Regions from separate parts of the Arabidopsis thaliana genome. Here region 2 is linked to region 1. Evidence: chromatin contacts called from public ChIA-PET data. All regions are on one chromosome and are shown on one strand. Each heading gives the region's core, a stretch centred on a gene start, on an enhancer-like site or on the middle of the called end of the contact. The rest is flanking DNA. Distances are from core to core; before and after follow the strand shown.

Region 1 (4,185 bases), core at 1,035-3,534:
GTTGAACTAGAGGCTCTTCACTGTCAACTAAGTTCATATGGCTAAAATTATCGCAGCTTTTCTTGCGAGTCTTGTTTTTTCTCCTCTGGTTTTTCCTTCTTCTTCCTTCAAGTTCAGAGTCTGACAACTGTCCTGCTTCAGCATTCTCCCTCTGCTTCTTGATTTCCTTGTCAATGGACAACTCTTCTGCTATAAGCTTCTTCACACTTGGCTTTATAATCGTTATCGTGATATTGCGTTCTTCACCAACCTTTAAACAGTTCAAGGAATTAATCCACAGGAGACTCTTAAGACAATAGAAAAAGAGTTAAGGATGTTCCCAATAAGTTTAAAAGCTTACATGGGTTTCTTGAGCATCCTTTTCGCGGAATTTGGACTTGTTAAGCTCATTGTTCTTAGGATTTCCAGAAGCTGGAACAATCAACATAACTATCAGCCAAAAGAAGTCTTTCACGATTAATGCAAAACCAAAGATGCCAGAGACTTGAGAAGGTTGTTACCATGCTTTTGGTCGAGAAGCAGCTTGTGAGCCAGTGGTCCATGGCGGAAACTAAACATATTCATAAATCCCCACATGCACCCTAACTGTTCCCTCTCCTGTCGAGCAGCAGCACGACGTTGTGTTTTCTTCGCCATGACTTTCTATACAAATGCTCCTTCCTAACCTTCTATAACGTTGCCCCTTTAGAAATGCTGAAGAAGAACAAGAAAACTATTAAGCAGCAAACTATAAGACACACCACACACAACGGTACAATAATGAGTTTCAGATATAGAAATTACAACTCCGGTAAATTCTACTTATGGACAACAATCTCAGATCCTTGAGTAACAAACAACAAGAGAACAAGACCAAAAAATTTCCACGCTTAGGAGTACTTAAAAAGAGAAGAAAGAATTAGCCTTCCTAAACACTGCAATGGAATTCTTGAGAAATAAATTAAGATAACAAGTAAGAAGTAAAGGATCCTCTACCAGTTCCCTAAAGCAAACTCCTTTTATAATTTGCTTACTTGTTCAACTAATAAGGCAAAGATTAAGGAGAACTAAGAGAACACAAAGCCTGAGAGATACAGACTAATGGAGCAAATAAGATACCTTTCCCTATTGGAAAAAGACAGAAGAGGAAAGTACAAGAAAGTACCTCTTAGATTCTCCTGAATTCCTTAAATTCCAAACTTCATACAAGGGCAACAGCGATTGTAGCTAGATTTCATCTGCTTTGCTTACGTTTGAGCAAAGCCATAGAAAAATCCAATATATATAAAAAAAGTGTTGCAAGTTGCAGCAGCAGAGGTAAATTCCAAAACTTTCTTTCTTTTGATACCAAGACTTAAGGTTTCTCCTGAACCAGCTCTGATCGCCGGACAAAACGGTAGAAGAAGAAGAAGAAGAAAATTGAGATTTCTTCAAAGCCAAGGCCGAGAGAAGAGAATGAAGAAGATTAAGCAAAATGATAGCTTATAAAGTTGAAAACAGAGGAAAAGTTGATGATCCAATCTCCAAGCCACATTGTTTCATCTGACAACTTTTCCAGGTTCTGTCTGATAAAAACCCCCCCAAGCTTCCGTAATCATACACGATCAAATCAACAACAAAGGCGGAGAAAAAAGGATCATAAAAAATGCATCTTTAAATTTCCAAAGTTGATGAACAACCCAACCCAATAGAATAGAATAAACCTTCTTCTTACTGTTCAACATTCAAATAAAAAAGAGATCTTTTTTTCCTCATTTCTGTGTTGGTGGGCATCTTTTGACAAACAAGAGAAAGAGAGAGATAAAGATTAAATTTTGTTTATCTATCGATGACCGACAAAGCCATTAGTTCTCTGAATTGGGCAAAGGCAAAGAAAAAGTGAGAGAGAAATGGGAGAAAAAATCAGAGTAAAAAAGTGGAAAACTTTATGCCAATTTGACAACCACAACGTCGTGGCCTTTGCTAGCCTCCACAGGAGAAAGAAATATAAAGAGAACAATCACAGTTGGAAAATGGGCCCATCATCTTCTATTCCTCTCTACAGAAACAACAGAGGAGAGAGAGAGAGAGAGAGAGAAAAAGTTAGAAGCTTTACATGGAAGAAAAGTATTTTGCAGAGATTTTTTCAACAGCCTTCATCATTAGCCTCACCGGTAAATAATTGATCTCTCAAAGCTCTGAATTTGAGACATGGCAGTGACGAGGATTGTTGTCTGCGAGCATGAAAGCAGAGAGAAAAACAAAATGGGCTTGTATGAATAAAAGTGAAAATATAGGGGTCAAATTGTAACGTTTAGAGGAAAAAGGTGCAAATAGATAAATTATAAGAATAAGTGAAAGTGAAACTATAGGGGTCAAATTGTAACTTTTTAGAGAAAGAGGGTGCAAATAGATAAATTATAAGAATTGAGTGGGCGCGGCCAAAGAGGAGAGACGTAATTGGTCATTGGTGCTTTTGCTTGGCTGGTTATGGAATATGGAGAACACGTAGTATTTGAGATTATTACACCAAATGCGATTGTTTTCATTGACCAAGTCATTAATCTAAAGTTAACGACGACGTTTTGTCATTCTCTTAAGGAAGAGTTGTGCTTTTCTAAACCATGTCCGAAAACCGAGTGTAACCAAAACATTAGCTAGAGTTCTTGTTTCAACCGTCGATTATAGATATAATATTTTGTTGTGACTCGTGTGCATATATTGTAACGTCACGTCAATCGTCTCTATCTTAACTCGAGTTTGAATCGCAAAAAAAACTTATATATGATATTAAATACACAAATAGAACTTTACAATATCAAGAAACTATTTATTTGTTTGAATCTAATCAAACAGAGCATAATTGAATGTTAGAACTCGTACTTAAAGTTTCCGTTAAGCAAAATGTTGTTATGTGGGGTTTACTGATAAAGCCAAGCACTTTATGGTACAACAGAAATAATTAGCTAGCATTGTCTGATTCATGTGGCATAGCAATTAGCAAAAGTCGAAACCATTTGGTATATATATCAAAATTTAATCGAATAGATCTTGACCATGCTCAGTTACTTGAGTTGAGTTTTCTTTAAGCAACTTAATTCAGTCAGGGACGGGACCATAGTTATACATTTACATACACAAAACACACATAGTTACCACTTATCTATCAATAGCACGCGTACAAACGTATACACTATTTTATAGTATAAATTAAGATTCAGAAATTGATACAAACGTGTCATTGTTTTTTGAGGTTGGCACTTATCGACCGACAAATAGATATTGACGACATAAACTCTCTCCCACTGAGGAATTGTTTTTTTTTTTGGGTACAAACCACTGACGAAGTTAGTGACACTGTAAGCAATTTTTCCCTTAACGTGGAGTTTCTAAGCATCTAAACCGTATTATTATCACAATTTATATCATTTACAATTTAATGGTGACCGAACTGTACAATGCGGTGCGTTTCAAATAGTGCAAAATTCTCTGCATATATGTATAAGCAGGCTCGGCTTAGAGGCAGTGCTAAAGCACTGGATCCACCATTTTTTTCTAATTTTAACAAGGTTTTAAGATCTAAATTTTTTGATATTTTTGCAATAAGGGTCCAAAATTTTAAAAGTTTGTAACTAACACTTTAAATTTTCTGAAAACAAAAATTTGAGCACAAGGTCCAAAAATAATATGAGCCGACCTGTGTATAAGTATATATTTTCGTTATTATTTAAACCGGACCGCACTTAATTCGCAATTAAACTTCACGTCTCCATTCGGACCTATAAGGTCCTTGCAAAATATTGTGATATATTATTGCAAAATATAGAAATCATTTTTGCAAGTGATATATTAAAAAAATAAATCCAAATTATCACAAATAAAAACTATACATGCTAAATATATTAAATATTGCAGTTGAACCTTTAAAATTATTTCTTAGTTAAAATCTATTGAACTTTAGGAATGGGTAGGATAATAATAGTAGTTGAGAATCATGACTACCATAACTACTAACTAGTTTGGGTCAATGGACTTTATCTTGATGTTTCACCTACACATCAAAAACCATCGAAGCTTTAATCTTTTAAAAGGTTAAAATACATCATTAAGCAACTTGACAGGACAATCTTGGTGATTGCTTTACAAATCTCAAAGACGATAACACATGAATTTTCTTCTTTCACTGTAATTGTTTTTTTCTTAAAATAAGGTTTAGGCCAAAAGCAA
Region 2 (4,185 bases), core at 771-3,270, 34 kb before region 1:
GTGTAACAGATGTGTGAGCTTTAGAGAAATCCGGGGAAAACAGCAGGCATGGTTTTAAGGTAGGAGGAAAAGCAATTGCTTGCTTACTTGCAAAAGCACATTAAAACTACCCCTTACTATTTATATCTCCAACAAGAAGGAAATAGCAATGAAAATTATGGACTATCTTCATAGTTTCAACAGTTTTTGATGCTGCGGCAAGTGCCTGCGAAGCATAGACAGTTGTGTCACAGTGATTACTATATATTTCCATTGCCTGATATAAATAGAACATAACAAGCTACATATGCAAATGGATGATCAGCAGGGTTACTAAATACATGACGTAGCCTTACATGAGTAAATTTCATACCTGTCCAACTAATTGCCCTCCATAAACCTTTCCATAGGTTGGAGCATTAGGTGGGGTGAACCCCCGGTATACATTCAACTACAAGAAAGAAGTACAAAAAATATGAGATTCCTTGAATTTACTGGCAGAGAAAGTAATATATAAGGTAAGAAGCGAACAGAAATTTGTAGAAATGTGGAAGAAAGAATGCTATAATTCTGATTCCAAGGAATGGTGGTAAAAGTGAATGGTTAGAACTTTGATCATAAGAACTGAAATGGAACTAAATGAAGGGCAGTTAGGGGAGACTCGCACATCTAATGGTTCTAGATATAGTATGTCTTCCACAAGACAGCGTTCCTTATCTGAATCCGAGACTGACTTTATTTCAAGTAAAGCACGATGATCAGACATCAACAGCAAGCAGGTAAGCTGCAAGAACAGAAATAAAAACAGTACTCAGTATGCTATTACCATTAGCATAACATGAGCTCAAGGAAACCAAGGCCACCTAAGGAAAGTAGAGAGAATTTTTAGCAAACACCTCTGTCACAGCAACAACATCTGCTGAGTAAACATCCCCGAAAATACCTATTTGAGAATTAATTGAAGCCAATTCAATAACCATAAACAAAAATTAACACACTGACACAGAAGAAAGGCCAGAATTGAAAGATTCATCCTCTCACCATGGCCGAAGAAATCATATCGTTTCAAAGGGAACTCTTGATAGTTTTCCTCTCCGGCTGATCTCAGAACCTGAGCCTGCAAACACAAGTAAAAAATAGTTATAAATAAACACGGTGCAGTAGCCTTAGTCTATCTAACTTCCTAACCTATGGAGATAAGACAGAAGTAACTTGACACAGACACGAACCTGTCCTTGCAAGAGAAAATAAACTCCATCCACATTTTGATTTTCACGAACCACATAATCACCTCTGTCTGTGAAGCACATTCCCAAAGAAGATCACATTGTGTAAAAACATAATATCTGTCTCTAAAATCACTGCTCAAGTGCTTATACTCAAGAACACACACTGACACTGAAAACAGATCAACAAAACATAACGAAATTCCCAATCAAACTGACTTCGAGATAAGAACAAGATTAAAATCCCAGAATCACTGACCATAACCTTTGAAGACAACGACTTCGGAGATTCTCTTCAGAGAGGAACTAGGTAACCGCTGCAACAAGGTCACATTCCCAAGGAACTCGACAACTACAAACCAAAGCAACCAATCATATGAAAAATCATCCGAATCTTGGAAAAACTCTCAGTTCAACATCTCTTTCATTTCTCCGGCGATAGAACAAAGAAAAAAGATATCGGAATTACCTGATTCAGTGTTCATGACGGTGTAGAGACTGTCGAAACGTTGGCCGGCAAATTCAATCATTCAACTAAAAATATGCTGACCAAACAAATAAAAAATGCAACGAGGTAATTATCCAGTACCCTTGGGTATACGATAGAGTCTGTGGACACCGCTCAGATGCAGTGCTGACAAATTTAATGGGCCTATAGCTAAAAGCCCAAATTTGTTGGTCCTAAATCCTAATACGCTGTCCTATAGAAAACAAAAGTTTCTTCTACACTCAGCACAGATCCGACCCGACCCGACCCGACCCGACCCGACAGCTTCCGAAGACGAAATTTCTACATTGCACGTCTTTCTCCGCTAGTCTCGAGGATGCTAATGGAATCTTTCGAGCATCTATGGTGACTGGTGAGTAGATTCTTCTTGCCCACAAGTTTCTTTCATTGTTTCGTCTTTACGAACTATGGTTGACTTGAACATTTCGTAGATAACAAATTCCACTTGTCTTCTCTCTCTCTAATTCGTGTCTTCTTCAGCGCCAAAAGAAATCACTTGATTGTTAAAAATTCTTCTTTTTTTATTTTAGAGTAGTTGGTGGTGGTTTCGGACACAAATCTTGGAACACAAGCTTGATCCGACCAGCTTATGATTATTCTGTCTTTATTCTTAGAGCCTCTTGATCCACACTGACTAATCTCGTGTCAGTGGGTTCTGGTGGAGTACTCCGATCCCATCGCCAGAAAATTCAACAGAGGATGCTTGCTTGCTTCATAGGTTCTCATGTCGATACTGTGTTGTGTTCCTGTACTTGAATGTGTGTACTGCTTGGGTTGTACCCATTGGTTGTGGAAGAAATGTTTATACTCAGCAGGTCACGAGAGTGAGAATTGGGGATTAGCTACATCTGATGAGTTTGAGCCTATCCCTAGGATCTGCCGCTTGATCTTAGCCGTCTATGAGGAGAATCTTCATGACCCTATGTGGGCACCTCCTGATGGTTATGGGATTGATCCAAATCATGTTATTCTGAAGAAAGACTATGACCAGACTGAGGGTCGTGTGACGCCTTACATGATCTACTTGGATCATGAGAATGGTGATGTGGTCTTGGCTATTAGAGGGCTGAATTTAGCTAAGGAGTGTGATTATGCTGTTCTTCTTGATAACAAACTTGGGCAGACTAAGTTTGATGGAGGTTATGTACATAACGGGTTGTTAAAGGCGGCCATGTGGGTTTTTGAAGAGGAGCATGTGGTTCTAAGGGAATTACTCGAGGCAAACCCGAGCTATTCCTTGACGTTTGTTGGACATTCGTTAGGAGCAGGGGTTGTTTCTTTGCTTGTCTTATTCGTGATTCAGAACCGGGTTAGGTTGGGGAACATTGAGAGAAAGAGGATTAGATGCTTTGCTATTGCTCCTCCAAGATGTATGTCTCTCCATCTAGCAGTGACATATGCAGATGTCATCAACTCTGTTGTTCTACAGGTATGATGATTGTATATATCAGCCTCTATTGACTCGTTTAGGTGACTCTTCTGATCCATTTTACGTGCTGCTCTGGATAAACCAGGATGATTTCTTACCTCGGACTACCACAGCTCTGGAGAATGTCTTCAAGTCAATTATCTGGTAATGAAACAGTATGAAATTCAAAAGCAGTTATTATGTTATAAGCCTAAGTTTAGACGATGAAAAACATCTCATGCTCTTGTATAAATCTTAAACCTTCAGCTTGCCATGCTTGTTGTGTCTCACATGTTTGAAAGATACATTCACATTCGAGGAGAGGAAGCTCAAAGATGCAAGGCGTCTATATGCTCCTGGTAGGTTATACCATATCGTCGTGCGCAAGCCCTTGAGGTATTTATACTTTATGTTTACTCATGTGCTTCAAAATCGTTTTCGTCAACTCGAAGACACGGGTTTCAAAGTGAAAACCATGCCCTTGGTATACAGATTAGGAAGATATCCACCTGTTGTGAGAACAGCTGTCCCAGTTGATGGGAGATTTGAGCAGATTGTTCTCTCCTGTAATGCAACAGCGGATCATGCCATCATCTGGATTGAAAGGGAATCACAGAGAGCTCTCGATGTGAGTACCTTGAAATGTGTTTTGCTTTTTGTGACTGCTTCAGCTTTTGGAGATGGTGAGTTCTGACAAACGCACTTTCTTTGTGGTGAAATTTTTTAGTTAATGGTGGAAGAGGACCAAGTTATGCAGATTCCGGTGGAGCAGAAAATTGTACGCCAGAAATCAATTGTTGAGGATCATGACGAAGAATACAGAGCGGCTATAATGAAAGCAGCTTCTCTGAACATCCCCATGTCTCCATCGCCGTCTTATGGAACATTCCATGATACAGAAGAAGGAGAAAGCTCTGCAGGATCAGGCATGGAAGGATCCCCTTCCGGGTGGTCCTTCAAAGGAATGAGAAGAAAATGGGATCAATTCATAGATTGCCATTTTCCTGTAAATGACAACAGTGAACATATGATCTTCAAAAATCAGGAATCTCAAGCTTTGTTGT

Evidence for each region. ChIA-PET counts read pairs in DNA pulled down with a chosen protein or histone mark.
Region 2: an H3K4me3 ChIA-PET map of shoot shows a contact between it and region 1, with 11 read pairs. The contact joins the promoter of AT4G00500 here to the promoter of TRM15 in region 1. A contact is called at or near these places in 8 of 26 Hi-C or Micro-C datasets (flower, root, rosette leaf and 3 more), 1 of 2 datasets of contacts at active chromatin or transcription factors (shoot) and 1 of 3 other capture datasets (root).

What each region holds. Positions count from the first base shown.
Region 1 is chr4:191,627-195,811 of TAIR10.1, reverse strand. It overlaps TRM15 (GPI-anchored adhesin-like protein, putative (DUF3741)), which reads right to left and starts at 2,284. Exons shown (of 7, transcript NM_116269.4): 1 at 1,145-2,284; 2 at 501-693; 3 at 341-411; 4 at 1-250. The coding sequence starts at 636.
Region 2 is chr4:225,231-229,415 of TAIR10.1, reverse strand. It overlaps AT4G00500 (alpha/beta-Hydrolases superfamily protein), which reads left to right and starts at 2,020. Exons shown (of 6, transcript NM_116274.3): 1 at 2,020-2,065; 2 at 2,244-3,142; 3 at 3,228-3,286; 4 at 3,389-3,517; 5 at 3,614-3,749; 6 at 3,849-4,185. The coding sequence starts at 2,438. It overlaps AT4G00520 (Acyl-CoA thioesterase family protein), which reads right to left and starts at 1,766. Exons shown (of 17, transcript NM_001340256.1): 1 at 1,675-1,766; 2 at 1,465-1,557; 3 at 1,209-1,377; 4 at 1,021-1,096; 5 at 876-922; 6 at 647-763; 7 at 353-430; 8 at 118-205. The coding sequence starts at 1,289.